Regions from separate parts of the Mus musculus genome. Here all the other regions are linked to region 1. Evidence: chromatin contacts called from public Micro-C data. All regions are on one chromosome and are shown on one strand. Each heading gives the region's core, a stretch centred on a gene start, on an enhancer-like site or on the middle of the called end of the contact. The rest is flanking DNA. Distances are from core to core; before and after follow the strand shown. Region 1 holds the start of Lrp8 (low density lipoprotein receptor-related protein 8, apolipoprotein e receptor). Region 2 holds the start of Yipf1 (Yip1 domain family, member 1). Region 3 holds the start of Zyg11a (zyg-11 family member A, cell cycle regulator). Region 4 holds the start of Glis1 (GLIS family zinc finger 1). Region 5 holds the start of Scp2 (sterol carrier protein 2, liver).

Region 1 (2,564 bases), core at 47-2,546:
TTAACGTGACCAAAGGATGATGCACTTGTGGTTTCCCAAGGTCTGTGGTTGCCATAGCTATTGTCATGGGCTACCCTTTGCGGGGGAAGATATGAGACTGAGAGGACTGTTGACCTAGCGGGGCTGTGCACCCATCCAGCTTGGCATAGGAATCACAGCTTCCACGATTGCTTGCTTGCTTTCTCTCTCTTTCCCTTTCTTTCTTTCTTTCTTTCTTTCTTTCTTTCTTTCTTTCTTTCTTTCTTTCTCTCTCTCTCTCTCTCTCTCTCTCTTTCTCTCTTTCTCTCTTTCTCTCTTTCTCTCTTTCTTTCTTTCTTTCTTTCTTTCTTTCTTTCTTTCTTTCTTTCTTTCTTTCTTTCTTTCTTTCTTTCTTTCTTCCTTTTTTTTTTTCTGAAGAGAGAGGGCCTATTTAACACTGGGCCTTGGCACCCTCGCGCGGGCCTGGTTTACAACCCGTGCCCAAGAATCACACTCTGAGATTGTTGTGCTGCTGGGCCAGGCTCACCGGCAGGTGGCTGAAATCCAGTCTAAGCGTTGCCCTTCTGACAAGGAAGAGTAGGGGAGGTGGGGTCGCACTGCTAGAGGAGGGGCCTTCTTTGTGCAGAGGCTAGTGGAGCCCAGAGACACTAGATGTGCTGCCTCTGGCGGCAAGGATGACACATCTGGGCCTCCACAGTCCTTGCCCTTCTCTGCAGCAGCAAGGGTTACCTTGCCATGTCTTCAGGGCCCTTGATCTGCTCCTCTGCGGGGTCCAACAGAGAAGGATGAATATGGATAACAGTCTGTGCACCAGACACTCACCTCTCTCAGGATCACACAGTGATAATCACAGATGCACACGGTCGCAGAAAGCGACTCATCTAATCTGAAGCTATGACAGGTCTTGCCCAGCACCCCTAGATTCTCCCTGGCAATGCTTTCAGCCTTCCCGCGCTCTGCGCGTTCACTGCAACGGCTTGTGAGTCTCCTTCTCCCGAGCTCGGGCTCTCCTCCATACGCCTCCTTCTCTCACCCTCTTGCCACCTCCACGGGGAAACCAGGGGGGCCAGAGCCTAGCCGGGCTCGTCCTAGCGTCTACAGCTCTTAGCACCTGCGCGCACACAGAGCAGGATCATGGGGCTCGGACCGAGAGAGGAGGGGACAAGGACAGGCGGGGGAGGAGAAGAGGCGGCGGCGGGAGGAGCGTGGGGCGGAGGCGGCGGCGGGAGGGAGCGCGCGCGCCGGCGGCGGCTGCCCAGGGCCGGGGCCGCGCGCCCAGCCTGAGCCCGCCCCGCCGCCGAGCGTCACCGAACCTGCTTGAAATGCAGCCGGGGAGCCGGGGCGGGCGGCAGCGGTGGTGGTGGCGGCGGCGGCAGCGGCAGCCCCGGCGCCGCGGCAAGGACTTGGCGGGCTGAGGCGCGGCGGCGGCGCGGGGGTCTCGGGGCGCGGCGGCCGGAGCCCCGGGCCCGCTATGGGCCGCCCAGAACTGGGCGCGCTCCGGCCGCTGGCGCTGTTGCTGTTGCTGCTGCTGCAGCTTCAGCATCTCTCCGCAGCGGATCCGCTGCCGGGCGGCCAAGGTGCGTACGGCGCTTCCCGGGCCGGCTCGCAGCCGCCAACCAACAAAGCGCGGCCGGCGGTGGGGGTTGCTGTACGGCGAGGTCCCGATAGAGAGGCTCCGGGGACCCTAGCTCCCTGGATTTGCCTTGGACCTCCTCCCCGCTACCCCCACGGTTTTGGTTACCGAAGCTCTACCCCAGCTCCGGGCACCCTCTTAATGGGGGATGGGCGCCGGGCACCCCCCCCCCGGCCCGTGAACTTTGCGGGGGGTAGTCCTTCAGGGTCTGGGGTTTGGTTTAATTTGACACGCGCGCTCCATAGCGGCGATGAGCGAAGTGGTACAGTCTTTTCTGACAATGCGTTTCCGGGGACCCCTGTGGGCCGAGGAGACTGACAGGTTGTGAAGGGACTGAGCCCCTGCACCGGGTGCGTGTCGCCAGTGTGCGGGGCTTCCCGCAGACTAGGTTTGTGTGGACCTGACTTGGCGTTGTGTGTAAGGGTGAATGTGTCTGAAGGCGGGGTATAGCCACGGGCCGTTAAGCGCTTGTCGGGTCTCGCTGTGCCATCAGTCGGTCCTGCAGTGGAGGACCCGTGGCATCCTGTCCTTTCTCGGAATTAAGGTGCTTGGAGATCCAGAGCTCACCGATATCTCCCCCTTTCCCATACCCGCTGGACTTCTCGGCAGCCAGGGCTGCAGGGTGGGGAGCGGGCTCCTGTGCAGTGACCCAGCTCACCGCCCCCAACCCCCGCAGGGCCAGTCAAGGAGTGTGAAGAGGACCAGTTTCGGTGTCGGAACGAGCGCTGCATTCCCTTGGTGTGGAGATGCGATGAGGACAACGACTGCTCGGACAACAGCGACGAGGACGACTGCCGTGAGTCGCGGCGACCAGGGGAGGGGAAACGGGGGGGGGGGGGGATCATGCTCCGCTGCGCACGTGGCTGCATCCGTCATGGGGCCACCTGCCCCAGGCTGGCGGCCTTGTTCTGGGATGGGTGGCTCAGCTGTCGGCGGGAGCTGGGTGGCAGGC
Region 2 (2,564 bases), core at 47-2,546, 490 kb before region 1:
GTTCATAAGCTGATGTTCATTCCGGACATTCAACAACAGTGCTCCACATGCACTCTGAGCCCAGTTACCCCCTTATATAATAAGGGCGCCCCCCTCGGGTTTGCAGCATTGTTCTGAGAGTTGGAGGTCCTGCATAGACAAAGCCCCTCCATATGAATTATATTAACTAATGTGTGTTATTACACCTGACAGCTTGCCAGTTAGGAAAACATTATCTGGAGAGACGGCTCAGTGGAGCACTGACTGCTCTTCCAGAGATCCAGAGTTCAATTCCCAGCAACCACATGGTGGCTCACAACCATCTGTAATGGGATCTAATGCCCTCTTCTGGGGTGTGTCTGAAGACAGTGGCATACTCACATACATAAAATAAATAAGCAACTCTTTTTTTAAAAAGAAAAAAAAACATTATCAATCATGACTGATATTCAGAGTATGTTAGAAGTCAAATTGGAAGTACCCTGCAGGTGAAGCTAAAGACACTGGTCTCCTTGTATGAGCTGTGAATCAAGTGTCTGCTGTTTACACTGCTCCCTCCCAGACAGCAAAAACTGTCTAGGGACCCTTTCAGTCCGTGATAGAATACTGTGAACAGTAATTGTATGCTACTGCCTTGGCTGGTACTGGCCACCCGGAGACTAGAACCATTCCGGATCTTTTTGTTCTCAGTGTTCACAGGCTGGCAAAGATAAGCAAACAGAATTCAGGCAAGCATTGCCAAAGCAGGGTGAAGCCCAGGGGATTAGCAGAGCAACAGGAGTCCCAGAGGAGACGATAGCATCCCCTATGGGCAGGGGGAGACAGTTTTCCAAGCCTGGAGGTCCAGGTAGGAAGCAAACCACAAGGTCGCTTGCCAGACTATGCCAATGTTGTTAAGTCCTGCTGTTTTCGAGGTGACTGTCAGACACCTAGGTGGTACAGCTGAGGGGCCAGCCCTCTGTGAACAGTGACAAAAGAACTTCTTTGATTCACAAGCCATCTGCTATGGTGCCTTCCTCGCTGGTTAAGTTTTCATGGCCAGAGAAACCAGGAACTGGTGACCTATTTTCTTTTTCTTTTTCATTTTTCTCTTTGCATAAGTAAAACGTATAAACAATGAGTAAAACACTCCCGAACTCCTGAGAATTCGCCCCACTTCGCCTGTCTCTTTAAGACCACCGAGAGGGCGGGACTCAGCACCGAGTTACTTGGCGCTCCGGTGTCTTCCGCGTTTTCCGAGTCTTCGCTGGGTGACCGCGTTTGCTTTAAGAGAGGAGGCGGTGCTCTGCCCGGAGGAGGCGGAGAAATCTAACACCCTCCCCCGGATCTCCGGCTTCCGGGATTGGACTGACCGGCTACCAGTGCAGAGCATCCCAGGCCCCAACCTTTCCTGGACAGTTGGACCTCTTCCTGAGAGGTGAGGGCGTCAGGGCTTCTGGGTCAGTTGGGGAATCTCCTACCCTCCCTGTCCTCTGTTGCTCAAGCATCCCCCACCACCACCCAAACCCTGTCTGTGCATCCCTAGATCCCTGACTGCAGGGTCGCTAACAGTTAAGAGCTACTAATTGCCTGGCTCTTCGCTAAGCTCCTTACACGCACTACCTTATAGAATGGTTTAGACACCTTCACGAACCCATTTTACAGATGGGGAGCCTCAAGGAGCGCACACACAGCAGAGAAACAACAGAATCGGGACTCAAACCCAGGTCTGTCTGGGACCTTAAGCCGGCTGCACTGGAATGCTTTCCCCACCACCTCTCCCAAACCCTAGGCTCCCCTTCCATTTTCTTCCATCTCCAGGCTGCATCTGGCCCCTAAACATTCACGCGGCAGCGAGTGTCCCCCGCAGCCAGTCTCTTTTTGTTGATAGGACACTCTTCTAACTCATGGTCTCCGAGCTCACCAGATAGTCTAGGATAACCTTAAACTTACTCAGTCTCCTGCCTCCGTCTCCTAGGTGCTGGGATCGCCGGCATGCACCAGATTTTGTAGGTCCTGAGTATTGAACCCAGGACTTTGTACTTGCTAGGCAAACATTCAAATGAGCTACCACACCAGCTTTCGGTTCCTCTGTAGGCTGTCCAGTGTCGCTCTGGATGGTTCTTCCCTGCACTGGGTGGATTCCGCTCACAGATGTCCTGATCACAGGCTGGGCTGGACATCCACTCACAGAGTCCTGAGTGCTTCTCGACTCTCCTGTGTTCAGTTCTCACCCGTCACATACTCTATTCCCAGGTGCAGTTCCCTTATTCTCCAGCTCACTCCTCTTCTTTAACTCCGAGAGGCTGCTCAGCTCTATACCAACTCTCTTCCTGAGCTATATTAATATAAATATCAAGTTGTATGACCTGTGATAGTTATATAAACTATCAGTCCCCGTTGAAAGAGTAGGCAAGTGTGTGTGTGGGGGGGAGGGATTGCTCAGCAGGTAAAGGTGGCTGTCCCCAAGCATGGTCCTAGTCCCATTCTGGGTCCCTAAGGTAGAAGGAAAGAACTGAATCCCATAGCCACAGAAGATAAAGAGATGGTAGTAATCATTTTTAGTTTCTGACCCACTATGTGGGGCAGGCCACCCTTAAACTCAC
Region 3 (2,564 bases), core at 23-2,522, 420 kb after region 1:
AGCTTTGGCTTCCTGGAACTCACTCTGTAGACTAGGTTGGCCTCAAACTAACTCCTGAGTGCTGGGATTAAAGACGTGTCCCACCATGGCTCAGCAAATGTTGTCTCCTTTTATAAATATGGAGATATACAAAGAACTAACTTTATTAACTCCCAAAAAATACATAGGCATATGAGTTAAAACCTGCAAGGCCCGAGGAGTAGCTCACTTGGTAAGACGCTTGTCTTGTAAGCAGGGACAAGCAGAAAGAAGCTGGGTCCCCTGTCACTTGCTTGTAATTGTAACCCCAGTATTGTTGAGAATGCAAGGCCAGCCTGAGTTACTTAGTGAGTTCCAGACCAGCCTGATCTTGGGTGGAATTTTATTTCCAGAATAAAATTAAAATAGGGGCTAAGGAGATGGCTCAGAGGTTAAAAGAGGGCACAGGGTTCTTCTAGAGGCCGAAACTCTGTTCCCAGCACCCACATCTGCCTGTCACCGGTGTATTTTTCGCTGTCCCCCACCCCACCCCCGCCAGGTACTGAGCATCCAAGATCACTAAGTTCTAGTGTAGACCCAGTCACCCTCGGGCTCGCCGCCTTCCGCACTCGGTTCCTGGGGCAGGTGGGTGGGCGACTTAGGGGAGCCGCTGCGTGGGGCGCTAAGAGGAGGCGGCTCGGGGCCCTGAGGAGAGGGGCGGGTCTGTGCTTGCTGAGGTGAGGCCATCTGAAGGGAGCGGGCTGAGGAGACCGGGCGGGCTGGAGGTCTGAGGAGAGGAGCGGGGCTAGCCTGAGGGGGTGGCGCCTGCGCGCAGCGGGGGGCTCAGTATGGCTGGGGTTCGAACTCGGGCGCCTTCCTCAGCAGCGCAGCGAACAGGAACCCCGCGAGGGCTGGACGCGGCGTCCACGGAGCCTGGAGCCCGGAGCCCGGGCCGGCCTGCCGGCGACTTCCAGGGAACCGTCACGCCCAACTCGCCGCCCGCCCGCCCGCCCGGAGGAGGCCGCCCCGCACCAGCCCGCCCGCCCGCGGGCCGCGCTGCACGACGGGCGGACGCCCCGGAGCCCGGACGGCGGCCACACTCACCTGCACCAAGCAGTGGCCCTGCGCGTCCTGCTGGGCGTCGGGCAGGACGAGGGCCCGCGGCCACAGCAACGGATGCAAGAAATGGACCATGACGCCGACGCCGCCCACGCGAGCCCGGCCGCCGACGTCGCGCCCCGGCGCCCCGGAGGAGAGCGCAGGAAGGTCGCCCGGCACGGGAGGAGAGCTCAGGAAGGTCGGCCGGCGTTTGAATGGCCGCCCCACGCCGCGCACAGGTCCGCCGCGACCCCGCCCCCGCCGCACGCCCAATGGTCCTCGCTCTCCAGCCTCAGCCACCCAACTCCTATTCACTCCTCGGAGGCCGAGCGCCCTGAGACCCACGCTGCCGAGGGCGTTCGCATAGCACGCACAGCGTTCCTCATTGTACATTTTTATTTTGTTTCTTCTTTTTATGGGGGGGTATTTTGTGGGGGGGGGGTGTTTTTTTGTTTGTTTGTTTTTTGTTTGGTTGGTTTTGGTTTTGAAATAAGGTTTCTCTGTGTAGCCCTGGCTGGTCCTAGAACTCCAAGTTCATAGACGTCCACCGGCCTCTGCCTCCAAAGTACTGGTATTAAAGAAGTAGCCACCCACCAGGGCTTGATTTTTTTTTTTTTTTTTTTTTTTGAGTTAGATAAGGAATCTAGAGCGCATTGTAGGCCAGGGCTCTACCACGTGCCAGATTTTTAAGTGCTTTAAACAAATTAAAAAGCATTTTCAAAGGCTTTGCCCCAGATACCAGTCACGTTTTGACTCCTTGATGAGGATTAACGGTACAAAATATTTCTAGAGGCTGCTAACCTGGTTGGAAGGGGACAGAGTGCAGTGTTAACGTCTGCTTACACACACGACACGCACACACAATAAAATTTCAAAAACAAAACACAGCACCTATTTTTATAAGAGCACAGGGAAGTGGAAACAGGATCAAAGGTTGAAGGTTTTCTTCTGAAAACTAGTTTGAAACTAACCTCAGCCCCCATTACTTTAAGACCATCTTATTTAACATACAACTATTGCTCGGATCCAGGCCAATGCTGTTAAGAGACCTAGACAGACAGGTGAAAGGCAGAGACAGAGAGCCCAATCTCTTGGATTGCTGGGGGTATCTGAAGCCTAATTTTTATCAACTACATGTAAGATCAGGTGAGAGCACACAGGCAGAAACCAGGATTGCTAAAGATAAGGTTTGTACTCAGGCACTTCCCAGGCTCGTGCTAGATGAAGGAATTCAAATGTTAAAATTAGTTTTCAAGAACAAAGGACCAGGCTACGCTTCCCTCAGCGGTCTGTTTTCTTGTTCACCAGCCTGGAATTTGCATTATAGCTGAAGATGACCTTGAACTGATTCTTCCACTTCCACCTCCCAAGGTGCAAGGTGAGTTGTATACAGCTGTCCTTGAAAGTAACTACAAAGCTAGCGATGCGGGGGCGTGGCTGCTAGCCATGTGGGGGCGTGGCTGTTAGACCACTCACTCCGCACACTGCAAGAACAGAATTTTAGGAAT
Region 4 (2,564 bases), core at 46-2,545, 370 kb before region 1:
TAAAATGTCAAGGTACTTCCAATTCCTTCTGCTGTTTCTAAGTCTCCAAACAAATAAGGTATAGGAAATTAAATCTTTTTTTAAAAAACTTTTTTTTTTCTTCCGAGACAGGGTTTCTCTGTATAGCCCTGGCTGTCCTGGAACTCACTTTGTAGACCAGGCTGGCCTCGAACTCAGAAATCCGCCTGCTGGGATTAAAGGCGTGTGCCAGCATGCCTGGCAAATCTTAACTTTTTGTGACTGGAAAAAAAAAATCTTTGTTTTGTTAAGATGCTGGGAAACTGCTTGGGTTGTCTTCCTGTGTGGAACCCCAGTCTGTGAACCAGGCCGGTTGCAGAAACACACTTCCACAGTTTAAGACTAAGGTCCTCTATTCTCAAACATTTTGTGCATAGTGGGAGATGTTGACAGCATGCAGAGACATTTTGGGGCTACCCTAGATCCTTCAGTAGACCCCAGAAAATCGGTCAGAGACATGAACGAACACCCCATTTTGCACGCTTCAGGGATGGGGGCTGACCCATTGCTTCTAGTCACTATGAAGCCTCATCAAGGGCTCTTCCTACAGTTGAGACCCTGCTGCCTGGAGCGCGGAGGACATGGCAAGGAATGGGTACAGGAGAACGCGGAGCTCCTCTCTCGTCTGGATGAACCCTTTCTAGAAAACAACACGAAAGTAAAGTGAGAAAGTGGGCTGAGGCCTGGGTTCAGATGACAAAGGCCAGCTTTGCTATGACTTGCAGTGAAATCTGTGCCACTTGAAGTGAGCTGGTTAGAGTCTGCAAAACCAAAACAACTTGTCAAGCACTTCTGTATTTGTTACCTCCGCTTAGCAGGTACCGCCATTCCCATTTACCCGGGAGAAAACGCGACCCGGGGAGGAGCAGAATCCCGCCGGGGAGCAGAGGAAGCCGGGTTGTGCTGGCTCTGCCTTCGGCTGGCCTCCTCCTCTGGCAGCCGCAGAGTCCGGCGGCGTCCCGGCAGCCGGCGTGCAGGGCTCCGGCCGCTGTCAAAACCTCAGCCTGGGCGCGCGCCGCCCCGCCCAGGCCCCCAGGCGAGCGGCACGCCCTCGAGCCGCCATTGGCTTGGTCCGGCAGCCCCCAAGAGTCGCGGCCCGAGCGGCTGTGGGCAGCAGCGGGCCGCCCCGCCCCCGGGGTGTCGCCCCGTAGGACGCGGCGGCCGTGGCGGTGGCGGCGGCGGCTGCGGGGGCTGCGGCGCCAGAGGAGGCGCGCCGTGCTGTGTGCCCCGCGAGCCGCTGCGCCCGCGGCGAGGTGAGAAGGGGCGCGGCCGGCGCCGGGGACCCAGTGGCGTCCGAATCCGGGAGCTCTGGGGTGGCGCGGGGCTCGCCGAGGGGCGAGGCGAATTTGGGGGCCCTGAGGCCTCGCTCTCGCGGGAATGATGCTGGAAATGATGCTGAGGCTCCGGCGTGAGACTTGCGGCTGCCGGCGGAGCGGAGTGTGAGCCGGTGAATGGGGTGTGTGGCATGGCTGGTCTCGGAGGGCGCATCGACGGGTCGCGAGTGTGCGTGCGAGCCGGCGTGCGTGGGCGACTCTGGCTGTGCGGGCTCCCGGGCGCCGGGGCTCCTGGATTTACGGCTCTCGAGTGCGCTTTGTGGGCTCGCGCAGTGGGCGTGCGCGCTCATCCTCAGCCCGGTGTCTGGCTAGTGGCGGGGCTCGCGGAAATTCTGCGTCTGCACCCGGCGGCGGTGCGTGTTCAGTGCCTGGGCTCTGCTCAGCCCGCCCCGGGGCACCTAGAGGTGCGCAGCCAGGGACCCATCTGAGTCTTTCCCTGCTCCCCTGTGACCCTGCTCTGGGAGTCAGGCTGCTGCCCTCTCCCTGTCCCTTTAGGGAATTCCGGACAGGAACTCCCATCCCATCCTAGTTTACTGCCCTCTCCCTGTCCCTTTAGGGAACTCCCATCCTATCCTTGGTCTTAGTTTTGCCATTCGTCTGAAGAGGGCTGACCCTGGGTGGAAGCGGATTAGGGTGGGAGGGCGCAGGGGATTCTCCGGAACGTGCGGGCCTAGGGCGACGGCAGCGAAAGCGGGACGACCACGGTGCGCGGGGTCAGGTGGCTCAGGGAATGGGGTCGGTGTGGTGACGCTAACTTTTTTTTTTTTTTTGAGATCAGGACTAAATAGAACGTGACTGCCCAAACTGTGATCTAGGGATGGAGTTTCCCGCTTTCTAAAGCTCGGTGCTTTCTTCCCTCCGCAGGAGCCTGGCGCGACCCCCAGCCGTGCGCCCCGCCCCGGCGCCATGCATTGCGAGGTGGCCGAGGCACTTTCGGACAAGAGGCCAAAGGAGGCCCCTGGTGCTCCTGGCCAGGGCCGCGGGCCTGTCAGCCTGGGAGCGCACATGGCCTTCAGGATTGCTGTGAGTGGTGGCGGCTGCGGGGACGGGAACCCGCTAGACCTGCTGCCTCGGCTACCGGTGCCACCACCACGTGCCCACGATCTCCTTCGGCCCCGGAGCCCTCGAGACTATGGTGTGTCCAAGACCGGCAGCGGGAAGGGTGAGTTCCACCGCACCAGTGTGCTGACCGCGGGCATGCTGAGGTCAGGT
Region 5 (2,564 bases), core at 48-2,547, 320 kb after region 1:
ACTATATGAGAAGCTCCCCCTCTGAGAAACAGTGGGATGCCCTTTAAGTTTTAGAACATATTAGTCAACTTTTCTATTTACATGTTTTGAATAAATTATTTGTTTTCACCTGTTACTAAGATAATGTAAAATTTGGGTTTTGTTTTTTTTTTTTACAGTACAAAAAGATTCTTCACAGTAACTCTTTCACCAGTAAATCCATTTAATATCAATCATCTAACATTCACTGTCATTAGGCACGAGTGATTTATCACTGTGAGTGATACAGCAGTAAATAATTGTGGTACCCACCCTGTAGCAATACATTAGGAGAATATAGTCATCTGAACAAAGAATCCCAGTGCATCAAAGTAAATTAGAGCTAAGCTCAAGGCTCTAGAGGTAAGAAAGACAAGATAGGGCTGGCGAGATGGCTCAACGGGTAAGAGAACTGACTGCTCTTCTGAAAGTCCTGGGTTCAAATCCCAGCAACCACATGTTTGTTTGTTTTGTTTTGTTTGTCGGTTTGGTTTGCTTTGTTTTGTGAAACAAGGTCTTGATATGATTCAGACTCGCAGCAGTTCTCCTGGCTGCATCTCCTAAAGCTCATACTAGAGATGTGAACCACCCGGCCGGCCTACTCGGGATTTAGAATCTAAGGAAGTGTGAGATTTGTGCTGTGTTGGGGGCTCCTTCACAGACTAAAAAGCTAGAATAAGCAAACAGGAAGGCGAATAAAAAAATGACTGAGAGGGGCTGGCGAGATGGCTCAGTGGTTAAGAGCACCGACTGCTTTTCCGAAGGTCCGGAGTTCAAATCCCAGCAACCACATGGTGGCTCACAACCATCCGTAACGAAATCTGATGCCCTCTTCTGGAGTATCTGAGGACAGCTACAATGTACTTACTTACATGTACTTACATATAATAAATAAATAAATCTTTAAAAAAAAAAAAAATGACTGAGAGAACAAGCCCAAGATACTGAGACCCTAGTGACAGCATCATACACCCTCAGGTCGCCTCTCTGGAGGGAAAGGTCAGAGGGACAGCAGCGCAGACTGTGACCGTCCCCTTGCCGCGCTTCCCTGTCGCCTCGGACTGCGGGGAATAACAGAGGCAGATCTCTCGCTGCTCACAACTCTGTTTACCTTGGTCATGCCAACGCCGACCACGAACACCCGGCGCAGGCGCGGAGATTTCAAAGCGACAGAAGGCATGGCTCCAGCAGCGAAGGTCTCCTACAGACTGAGGCTTTGCAGAACCAAAGCCGGGTCGGGTCCGATTATCCCAACCCCAGGCGTCGGGGGCGGGGCCGCAGCGTCAGGGGCGGGGCCGAGTTACGGGAACCGACCGGAGGAGGCAGGGTAGAGGATGTACGCATGCGTGGCGATCCTAGAGCCAAGTCCTTTATGGGTTCTTTTGACCTACTGTGTTAGACTCAGGCAAAGTTTCTCAAGGAGGCCTCGGTTTCTGTGCTTCCTCTTTTTACAGTGAGAGAGGGAAGGCCTAAAATGGAAGCTCTGGCCTCAGAGGAAACTCAGAATCCTGTGGGGATTCTCTAGAGTGTTAGAGACGTTCTGTATGTGTGAGAGTAGTTACAACACGCAGTATATGAGCAAAAAGCACGATGTACACTAATAAAGTCAGAATTCTATGTGCGGATAAGATGTTTTTTAAAAATTAAGTCAGATCAGGGCTTAGTGGTTCACACCTTTAATATCTCCACACGAGAGGAAGAGGCAGGCAGATCTCTGCCAAAAATGGTACAAAGACCAAAATCCATCAAAGACCTGGTCCATAGTTCCAGGAAACAGGAAAGTCTCTAAATGTGGTAACCTTACGTTTTGGCTTCCGTAGTTCTGTTTCTTGCTAATTGAAGTGTGCCAACCAGAATGTGGGTTTCCATGATTGGACAAGTATCCTCTGTAGCCAGGAGCCATCAATACGAAGTTTGTTCTCAGCCTTAAGAGTGTCTGTGTCGGGCTGGAAAGATGGCTCAGCGGTTAAGAGCACTGACTGTTCTTAAAGGTACTGAGTTCAAATCCCAGCAACCACGTGGTGGTTCACAACCATCCGAAATGCGATCTGATGCCCTCTTCTGGGGTGTCTGAAGACAGCTACAGTCATAAATAAATAAATAAATAAATAAATAGGAAAAAAAGGTATATATTACTATCCCCTAAACTTAAAAAAAAAAAAAAAAAAAAAAGAGTGTCTGTGTCTCTATTACTATCCCCTTTAAAAGAAAAAAAAAAAGAGTTTCTGTGTCTGAGCTGGCGAGATGGCTCAGCGGGTAAGAACACTGCTCTTCTGAAGGTCCTGAGTTGAGATCTGACGCCCTCTTCTGGTGTGTCTGAAGACAGCTACAGTGCACTTATGTATAATAATAAATAAATCTTAAAAAAAAAAAAAAAAACAGACTGTCTGTGTGCTGTTCTCTGGTGGACATGCCTCAAAACAAATTCAAGTCCAGCCTGGAATCATCTGCAAAGTGAGACCCTGTCTCAAAAAAAAAAAAAAAAAAAAAGAAGAAGAAGAAGAAGAAGTTATAATGTGCATGGGGGGGGCTAACTTGCTCTGTAG

What was found. A called contact is a pair of places that touch in the nucleus more often than the background predicts.
Region 2: a Micro-C map of embryonic stem cells shows a contact between it and region 1, with 2.1 times the contacts expected there. The contact joins the promoter of Yipf1 here to the promoter of Lrp8 in region 1.
Region 3: a Micro-C map of embryonic stem cells shows a contact between it and region 1, with 4 times the contacts expected there. The contact joins the promoter of Zyg11a here to the promoter of Lrp8 in region 1. A contact is called at or near these places in 5 of 39 promoter capture datasets (cranial neural crest, frontonasal cranial neural crest, hippocampal neurons and 2 more) and 2 of 484 Hi-C or Micro-C datasets (both in embryonic stem cells).
Region 4: a Micro-C map of embryonic stem cells shows a contact between it and region 1, with 5 times the contacts expected there. The contact joins the promoter of Glis1 here to the promoter of Lrp8 in region 1. A contact is called at or near these places in 6 of 39 promoter capture datasets (the SN4741 cell line, cranial neural crest, embryonic stem cells and 1 more), 1 of 15 datasets of contacts at CTCF or cohesin (the NIH/3T3 cell line), 3 of 484 Hi-C or Micro-C datasets (all in embryonic stem cells) and 4 of 115 datasets of contacts at active chromatin or transcription factors (astrocytes, embryonic stem cells, epiblast stem cells and 1 more).
Region 5: a Micro-C map of embryonic stem cells shows a contact between it and region 1, with 2.1 times the contacts expected there. The contact joins the promoter of Scp2 here to the promoter of Lrp8 in region 1. A contact is called at or near these places in 1 of 15 datasets of contacts at CTCF or cohesin (the NIH/3T3 cell line) and 1 of 484 Hi-C or Micro-C datasets (embryonic stem cells).

What each region holds. Positions count from the first base shown.
Region 1 is chr4:107,800,963-107,803,526 of GRCm38.p6, forward strand. Lrp8 (low density lipoprotein receptor-related protein 8, apolipoprotein e receptor) reads left to right here and starts at 1,297. Exons shown (of 20, transcript NM_053073.3): 1 at 1,297-1,556; 2 at 2,289-2,408. The coding sequence starts at 1,451. Lrp8os3 (low density lipoprotein receptor-related protein 8, apolipoprotein e receptor, opposite strand 3) reads right to left here and starts at 1,102. Exons shown (of 2, transcript NR_168096.1): 1 at 802-1,102.
Region 2 is chr4:107,313,067-107,315,630 of GRCm38.p6, forward strand. It overlaps Yipf1 (Yip1 domain family, member 1), which reads left to right and starts at 1,297. Exons shown (of 10, transcript NM_145550.3): 1 at 1,297-1,396.
Region 3 is chr4:108,216,771-108,219,334 of GRCm38.p6, forward strand. It overlaps Zyg11a (zyg-11 family member A, cell cycle regulator), which reads right to left and starts at 1,273. Exons shown (of 14, transcript NM_001167936.3): 1 at 1,063-1,273. The coding sequence starts at 1,152.
Region 4 is chr4:107,433,424-107,435,987 of GRCm38.p6, forward strand. It overlaps Glis1 (GLIS family zinc finger 1), which reads left to right and starts at 1,296. Exons shown (of 11, transcript NM_147221.2): 1 at 1,296-1,474; 2 at 2,217-2,514. The coding sequence starts at 2,259. Gm46866 (Holliday junction resolvase MOC1, chloroplastic-like) reads right to left here and starts at 1,832. Exons shown (of 2, transcript XM_030253946.1): 1 at 857-1,832; 2 at 354-658. The coding sequence starts at 1,642. The coding sequence ends at 1,010.
Region 5 is chr4:108,117,250-108,119,813 of GRCm38.p6, forward strand. It overlaps Scp2 (sterol carrier protein 2, liver), which reads right to left and starts at 1,298. Exons shown (of 16, transcript NM_011327.4): 1 at 1,130-1,298. The coding sequence starts at 1,198.